Linked DNA regions of Danio rerio: region 2 is linked to region 1. A link is a contact called in public Hi-C data. All regions are on one chromosome and are shown on one strand. The core of a region is the stretch at or near the end of the contact, and the rest is flanking DNA. Distances in the headings are between cores, read along the strand shown. Region 1 holds the start of ube2g1b (ubiquitin-conjugating enzyme E2G 1b (UBC7 homolog, yeast)). Region 2 overlaps atp2a2b (ATPase sarcoplasmic/endoplasmic reticulum Ca2+ transporting 2b).

Evidence for each region. Hi-C and Micro-C count contacts between places; a contact is called where the count stands out from the background.
Region 2: a contact with region 1 is called in a Hi-C map of skeletal muscle, with 4 times the contacts expected there. The contact joins the enhancer-like site here to the promoter of ube2g1b in region 1. A contact is called at or near these places in 6 of 18 Hi-C or Micro-C datasets (caudal fin, embryo, gastrula embryo and 3 more) and 2 of 4 datasets of contacts at active chromatin or transcription factors (caudal fin and embryo).

What each region holds. Positions count from the first base shown.
Region 1 is chr21:18,462,104-18,466,588 of GRCz12tu, reverse strand. It overlaps ube2g1b (ubiquitin-conjugating enzyme E2G 1b (UBC7 homolog, yeast)), which reads left to right and starts at 2,002. Exons shown (of 5, transcript NM_213530.1): 1 at 2,002-2,195. The coding sequence starts at 2,153.
Region 2 is chr21:18,508,276-18,513,019 of GRCz12tu, reverse strand. atp2a2b (ATPase sarcoplasmic/endoplasmic reticulum Ca2+ transporting 2b) reads right to left here. Exons shown (of 19, transcript NM_001030277.1): 7 at 3,863-4,327. Among named protein-coding and RNA genes, the nearest start is that of bcr, 21 kb to the left of the region's middle. Within about 2 kb of position 2,274, at least 6 of the 62 cell types and tissues checked have an H3K27ac peak or open chromatin away from gene starts, as enhancers often do. A contact at or near this core is called in skeletal muscle, where this site is marked.

The DNA.
Region 1 (4,485 bases), core at 753-3,252:
AACATAACGTTACCTTTTTAGTATAATTTTTGTCAAAACAGAGTTATTAACATATATTTATTAAATGAAAACTTATTTACATGATGTGATGTTGTTTACATTTTAGGACTTTTTATTTAAAAAACAATTGTTACACACACACACTGTTTGCTATGGAATGCAAAAACTTTGATACTCATTATTTCAAAATCATCCAGAACGCAGAAAGAACTTTATGATTCCAAGGTGACAATATATTATTCTATATTTTTTATATATGCTTTAAACAAAAGATACGGGACAATATAGTTAACAAAATAATGCCAGGGTGATAGAAGGAAAATAATAATAACATCACAAAAAATAAATACAAAAAACAAGAGTATAAACAATTAAATAAAATTCTTGCAATTACAAACAAGCAGGACCTTTACATTTATCGAAACATTTTAAACTAGAGCACAAATGAACAGTTTAAATGGTCTTTCTATTGCTGAGTAGTACAAAAGTAATTTTTCAGTTCCTTGTAAAACAAAGTAAAATAAAGATTCTTTGTTGGAATATACATTCAGGCCTTTAGCCAGCCTGGTGAAAGGGGTGGTTCTTTTTTTCTCAATAAGTGGACCTTTTTGCACTTATATGCCACAGTTTTAATTTAACTATGAGATTTAAATACTGAATTTTAGTGATTTTTTTTGCTGGATTATTTTTTTTTTTTGCTGATATGCTAAAAATATTTCCTAAAAAATTGCAATAAAAAATTTAAATGAGACAAATTTTTTAAATACAAATTTATTACATCATATAATATTAGGAAAAAATAGCAATCTGTTAAAGTTTTAAAGTAAGAAATCTGTAGCCCATTATCATTTATTAGACAGAAAACGACTTATAAATAAATTAATTATAATGAATTCTGCAGAATTTTTCTGGTCTCTTTGGTAAAAAAAGTATATTTAAATCATTCCTAGATATCAACAATAGCCAAAATATCTTCAAATTAATTTAATATGGTCCGCTTCTGGTGCTTCACATCTTTTTACTGCTCATTTTTATTTCAGAAATAAGGTCCAAGATTTAGAATACAGTTACCTGTACATGTTTTCTCTGTTTAAAAACAATACAGTGAAAGAAGACTTCTCTTACATCAGATTATAGTATTTATTTTCAATGTATTTGATTACCATAAAGGAGTCAGAAAGTTTAACCTGGTGCTATAATATCAATCTTTGTTGTTAATCTAACATATCTAATCTAATACACAATCCTATGAAAAAAAGTAAAGGCGGAGGTCTTTTTGCATGTTGTTGCTTTTTATGTAACTATTAACTACTATTTTTTTATTTACTGTGGGTTATGAATAAAATATTAACCAATTGATACTATAAGACTTAAATACTGCAATTTAGTGATTTTTTTTACTGGATTAACTAGTCAGATGTCATCATAACCACACTTTTTGATGTACTAAAAATATTTCCTAAAAAAATGCACTAAAAAAATTAAAACAAGACAAAATTTTGAAGACAAAAAAGAGAGCGATAGATGTGTTATTTTTAGACTGTGAAAAACGAATTTGACCACACATGTATCAGCTAGACTGATTATGGGCATATGAATCCAAGTTACATCTCTACTTAAGGAAACGATATTTAATTACAAAGAAAACAATAGAAAATTCATTGGGAGTCACAGGAAAACACTAACGTTAAGGAAATTTACTACATGGCTTCTACCATTACCACAAAATATTCATCATTTACAAAGTAAATCTATATTTTATTATTGAAATTAAAACGTGACACCTGTAACTGAACGTATATTATAGATTTTCAGCAGAATGATCAACAAAAGTGGAGCTGTCTGTTTTGGCTGTGCTTCAAATCCTAATGAGCGACCTACATAGACAACAGTGTTTAGCGTCATAACCGGGAAAGCGCCCAATTAGAAGTCCAAAACTGCTGTAGTAGGTATATCTACCTAGTGACACACAGCCTTGAGGTCAGTGCCAGTATCACATGTATCCGTTCTCGGCGCATGTGAAGTAGATCTCACACACACACTGTCCAAAAGCTGCGTGTCCAACAACTCTGACTTCCCAGCATTTAATTCTGTGACTTTATTCAGTAGTTAATAAGATATTATTTATTTAGTTAACATTAGTTGAAATAAAATGACTGAGCAATCGGCCCTGCTTCTGCGAAAACAGCTAGCAGGTAAGTGGCTAACTGTTAGCGTGAATAGCACGATTTATATTTATTATGTGTTATAAATGATGTTTATCGGTTCTGTTTGTACTTTTTAACAAGATTACATAGTGTGTAATGAAACTTACAGGGTTAGTGTTTGTGTAAGAGCATGTAGGCTTCGTATTTCCACTTGTAAAGTAATAAGGTCAGAAGGGTTTGCTAGCATGCTAGTTGAATAAGTTGGTCAGGTATAAACATGTTGATCATTAGTCTTTGGAAATTTATGTAAGGTAGTAATAAAAAATTAGAACATATTTTTTTATGTATTTAAATAAACAGTGGTAATAAATGGTGAAAGCTAAGCTGGTTTTAGCATTAGTTGACACGTGTTAGTATGTAATGGAGAAATTATTAACCTTCTGAAACAAATTAAGGTTATTAACTATATTACATATTATATGTATATTAGTACTTACACATCTTATATAAAAGTAATATCATTTTGTTTTTGTTTATACATGTGATCACAATGGAATATAAAATAAGAGAACGCTAAAGTTTTCAGATTCACTTCATTAATAAAGAATGGGTTTACGTGAGATGCTAATATTTGTTTTATTCTATAAAGTTTGTGATAAAAATCTCTGATCAATAAACTGCCATTTAGAGTTTATTTATTTATTTTTGGGAGAAATTGACAATTGGTCAAAATGACAAATGTTTTGTTTACTGTGATTTGGAAATCAGGAATAATCCACCAAATACAGATTTCTTCACTTTTAAGCAAAGTCAATGAGATTTTCTTTTGTTAATAATTGAATATAAAAGTGCTCAAAACATTTAAGTTTATTTGTTATATTATGAAATGCATTAATGCAGAGAAATTGAGTGATCTTTTTCTATATTTTTATTTCGTCCTAATTCTTTAAACCACAAAATTGTAGCTAATTGTCAGTGATACTTTTTTAAGTCATTAAAAAGAAAGACAATTACATATTCAAATGCCAGAATGTTGTTTCATTTATTTAAATATGTTACAATAATAATAATTATTCACCTTCATAATCATGTTCAACTCCTGTCTCTATCCTATTATAGTTTTTTTCCAGTAGCCAGTCCCCTGGATTAGAGGGCCTATTGACCACTTCTGTAGACCCCGCTCTGTGGTTAAGGAAAGGTTATCTCAACCCCTAAAGAGTTTTTAGCTGGGGACATTGTAAATGTGCAAGGACTTCAGCTTATGCCAGAAAACATAGATATGCTGATATTAAAAAAAAAAAGGAAAATCTCAACACAGACACAGTTTTAGTTTGTTCCTATCAAAGGGTCTTCTTTAGTTTGTTTTATTATTATTTTTGAATTTCTTTTTAAAATAACAATTTAGTTATGGCAGAAAATATATCATTTTGCAAAAAATGTGCAGCATTTAAGAAAAAAATTAAAGGGCTCTTCACCTTAAATTGGAATCGCGATTCAGGTGAATCATTACATCCTGTTACACTGATATAAAACAGAACACTGTTTCACCCATTTTTTAACATTTTTTTTATTTTTATTAAATTATCTATAGAAAGCAACTTATCATGTTTCATATCATTCTATATTGATAATTATTAAATATTTTTTAACAAACCATTTAGGACTATTAGGATTTTTATTTTAACCACTTTATTTTATTGTATCAACATTACTAATTCAATTAGGTTTAATAGTCAAAAAATCAAAAATATTTAAACAAAATATGTGATCTCTTTATATATAAGTGTTATAGAGACTTGATAGATAATATTTCATAAAGTGTATGTGATGGTAAGGTGTAAATACTGACAATCAAAGCAAACTTTGAGGTAGATAAACATCTGTAAGGTGTGAATAATAATGATACAGTAAACCTCAAACTCTGTAAACAAAAGAAATAAAGATAATCAAATTTTAGCTTTCAAGTAAAGGAACCAGCCATCATTGTTCAAATACATACTGCAACATTACAAATTGTGAAGATGAATGACTACATTACCTACTTTGCTAAAAAATCTTTCAAAAAGGGAGCTAGTGGCTGGGATGCACAAGAAAAGAAACCAAAAAGCCACTCGGGCAACATCCTTCCTTAAATCCTTTTACTATCTTGTCACTGTTGTTAGCCACCGCACTCATTATCGCAATTTTTGTTATTTTTTGACCTGAAGTGAAAAGCTTTGTGCTCACGTTCCCTTGGCATCTCTCATAATTAGGCAACCATCAAAGGTTGCAAGTTTACGGAGAAGTTCTCCGATACAAGTTTATGTAGAAATGTAAAAAGCACTGCAGTGTTTGAGTG
Region 2 (4,744 bases), core at 1,025-3,524, 46 kb before region 1:
CATTTACACTAGGCATGGGCCGGTATTTGATTCTGACGGTATGATAACCCTGGATAAAAATATCACAGTTACACAGTATTGTGATCGATGCTCTAAAATATATTCTTTTTATATTCTGTCTGGGTAAAAAACAACTACTTTTTCCCCTTTGAGCAGAATATATTTTAATTTCAGAAACATTTATGATATTCTGGAACAGTAAACATGTCCGGCTAAATAATTCAAACGAATCATTGACTTCTGCTGTCTTCATTTGTTCCAAAATTACACATTTCTTTACAATTTAAAACACATCTTTGGATATCTTTTCTGCTGGAGATACTGTTGTCCAAAGAAACAAATCAAAAATCTGACATATACCATAGGAACAGTATAGCAGAACATTTTGGTGGTTTTAAAACCTTGACTTTTTTAAAAGGTTATCATCCAATGCTTAGTTTACATTACTACTTTTTAAATTGAAAATAGAAAACGTGATGTGTTTTCACTGTTCATCTACACAACAGCACAACGTTTGGGGTCTTGAAAATGCAAACTTACCATTTTTTGGAAAAATGCCGTAATATATAAATGCATAAGACTATATTTTACCCATATTCGTCACCCGCCAAATAAAAATAATAATAAAATAAAAAGATCAGTAGCCAACCTATACTGTACATAGAAAAAGCCATTATGTTTTTAATTATCAAAATATTGTGATTTTTATTTTCTGTTTGCAAGTAAGTGTTAAAAAATATCTTATTTTTACAACATTATTATTTTGAAAACACAGAGAATGCAAATCACTGGTTTACTTATTTTATCTAACAAACTCATGTTATAAATGTTCACCCAATCAATCGAAAATCGAAAGAATAAAGGTTTATTCATATAATTGTTTATTATTAATTATTTCCAAACAGTTTATATCTAGTCTAGAATGTCAGTTTCTGTTACACATACAGTGCTCAGCATATACAGTATAAGGACACCCCTCAAAAATCGCTTTTAAAGTCATACTTTTAAAAGGAAGCTATACAATATTATATTTGTGCATATACATTAGATTAGTCAGTACTGAAGTAAAATCTAGAGCTAATCTAACAACATAACTTGATAACTGTCCAAAAAAAAAGTTCACCCAAATGTATATGTTATAGAAAAATTCTAAATACAAATTTATAAGAGGGAAAAAAAAAAAAAAAAAAATTCAACAGATACAAAAATATTTAAAAACTCAAAATTTTGTAGGTTGCAATTTGTTTTTGCAATATTTTGCTTGAATTAAATTGCATTATCTTTCAATTTCTAAATATTTTTGGTGACTAAAATATAATTTGTAAATCTGTTTTGTTTAAATGCACCAAAATACACTGCCCATATTCACTGAGAAATGGATCGAAATATTCCTTTTCAAAATGGGGTGTACTTAATTTTGCTGAGCACTGTATAACAATATACAAGCTCTGTTCTGAGCATGAATATAAAAAATTCAAATGTCAGACAACCACTAAATATAATCTCTTAGAAATTTCATTAAAGATATCATTCATGGAAATAAAGCGGGATGAGCGAACCAATTAAAATGAGTTCAGGTTTAATACAGCTAGAGATGACAAGACCGTTTATCTTAGCTACATCCGTCCCACAGTGTGTTATTATTTTCGGTCTGTCGATGCAAACCGGGACATTTAAGGGAAAAACTAAAGGTTTGAGCATTCACAGAATAAATCAAGCGGAATATTATTTTAAACAACTGCTATTAAAAAGACAAACAAACTGGGTTCTAAGTTTACCCTTTCCCCATGCTGAAAACGGATTGATATCAGCAGCATGCACATTCATTTTTTGTGCACATACAGTACAGCCCACAGTGAAGGCACTGCTGAGGATCATAGACAAATCTCACACACACAAGGTCAGTTATGCAACACTACTGCAAGTAACTGACTAGAGCATACTGATCAGCTCTCGCAGTAGAGGTGCTGAAGAACAGAGAGACAAGAGCAGATGAAGGCGATGACAAAAGATTAAAAGAGAAAAGCATACAGGGATTCAGTAAGGGGGGGAAAGAGAAATAAACCATGTCACCACCCTTTGAAATGAATCCTGTCAAACAGAAAAACAACACAGAGACGCTAGCAGGGGTGGTCTTAACAAGAGGTCATGAGGAACACCAAATCAAAACAAAACAAAATGATTAATCATGCTAATATCAAAGCTGCAGTTTAACGGTTTCCATCTGAGGCCAGAGTAAGTCACGTAGTGACAGAATCATCATGAATGTGTCTTTATTGATGTGTTGCTTTCTATGCAGTGATATCGCTCTCGGTTCTTGGCTGAACCTCAGCCTGAAAATTTCTAAACAATAACAGACTCTGTTGCCAAAGAATGAAATTATAGGCTAAACATAATTTATAATAGCTGAGGGTTGCAAGTTATTGCTTCCTCTTTGATGGGCTGCTCATTTCAATCTGGGGAAACATTTCCAGAGTCCTTACAAGAGATGCACTGATCTACCACACAGAAATCACTATTGCACTTTGTTTTTTTTGTTTTTTTTTTACAAATGAGTGTTAAGTATTTTTTTTGGGGGGCTTTTTAATTCGGCCGATTTTCGTTCCAGATTGTACACAAACTGCTCTGCACTGATTTTACAGCAGTGTGTAAACTGTGTTAACAGGTCAAAGATGGAGCAGGCATGATGTACTGTACTGAAGTATTTTTCTGCATTCATTTTAATACAATTATTGTCCATTGTTCTTGTATAAAAATCCAAAAATCAAACAAAAAAATGCTTATAGGTACCTTCAATAATGTGTCGATGCTCTTTGAGCCAAGGATTCATCAGAATAAAGGTGTTACCCTAATGAAGGCAAGTGCTTTCCAAAACAATTAGGCACCGTTTTAATAAATAGCCAATTCAATAAAGGCTTTTTAATATATTTTTCCACATTTTTCGAGTGCCTTGGACTGATTTTTGCTGTTTATTGATCATTGTTCATTAATACTTCTGCGATTTTATGCCGTTTTCACAATTGTAAAGATTTTACGAATAAAGCCTTTTGCACCAGGATAATCTCTCGCTATTATCAATGCTTTGTTTTGCATTTATACCCAAACAAATTTCACTTTCGAAGACCAAAGTGGATGCGCAGAATCACTTCATGACACTTAACAAAAAACATAAATTTCCCGGTACACAAACTGGTACTGCAAACTTTCTGCTTCTGACAGATATTGTTTGATCTCCAATTCCTCTCCAAAACAACTTTCGGACGGACTAAAAATGTTAGTCCGTTGCATATATCATACAGCTCTTTGTGTTCACACTAATGAAATCGAGCAGCTCCACAATAATCCTGCCTCAACAACATCGTCATCATTAGGAATGTGTGCCTGGCCAGAATTTTGTGCTTGAGTGTCACCATGACGAGTTTACAGTAACCAGAAGCTCCAGACACCAGAACAAAAGTGCCAATTTCACTAAGAGCAGTTTTAAACATGGCGCGTTAAAAAAAAGGTTTAAAAGAAACTCACTCTCTTCAAAAATGATTAGATGATCTCCATTTAATGCATATAAAAATACCGGCGCTTTGGCAGCTTATAACTCTAACCAAAGAAACGATGCTATCCCTGCTGTTCTACAAACGCCACCTACTGGTAAAAATAATAAGCAATTTTCTTCAGCAAGAAGAAAGTTTTTTCAGAAATTTTTTTTTGTTTAACAATCTAATTCATGTAAAAAGTAAATAAAAACAAAAGAGGGAAAAAAATCTCTATCGGACTCTTCCAACATGCTTGTAAAAAAAATAAATAAAATAAAATAAATAAAAAAATTCAGCAATCAGAATCAGCCATGAAAAACAAAAATTCTTACCCTGCAAACAGACATCTGGTTGGTGGTAAGAGTGCCGGTTTTGTCGGAGCAGATGACAGAGGTGCAGCCCAGAGTCTCCACTGAGGGCAGAGAACGAACGATGGCATTCTTCTTCGCCATACGCCGAGTACCCAGAGCCAGGCAGGTGGTGATGACGGCAGGCAGGCCTTCAGGGATGGCGGCCACAGCCAGCGCAACTGCGATCTTGAAATAGTAAACAGCCCCACGGACCCAGGAGCCGCCATGAACAGGGTCATTGAAGTGTCCGATGTTGATGATCCACACTGCGATGCAGATGAGGGAGATGACTTTGGAGAGCTGCTGACCAAACTCGTCCAGTTTCTGCTGTAGGGGTGTGCGCTCCTGCTCGGTGGATGCCATTTCATCACGGATTTTACCGATTTCAGTGTTTACACCTGTGGCGACCACTACTCCCACTGCTTTGCCTGCAGCAATATTGGTACCCTACAAACACGAAAGTAAAGGGGAGTTTTAAAAAACATGTCATGATAGCAATTCATCTTACAGTTTACTACACTGAAAAACAATTCTGGGTTTCACACAATGGATTTATGTTGGGACAACAAGAACGGAGTAACTTGTTAGTTTTTACAGATTTAAGTGGATTGAACATAAAACAATTAAGTTGTCCCCCAAAAAAGTTCATTTTAAATAAGTACTTTAAATAAGCAGCAATCAGTTTTTTGAGTGTAGTTGCACAGTAAAAAAATGATGGGTTCCAAAACATTTCTTTATGTTGTCCCAAGACAAGCAGATTAAGTTTACTTAATCATTACAATTTTAAGTGGATTGAACATAAAATAATTACGTTTTTTTTTAAAGATTGTGTTATTTCAGCTCTTTATAAATAAGCAGTTTGAA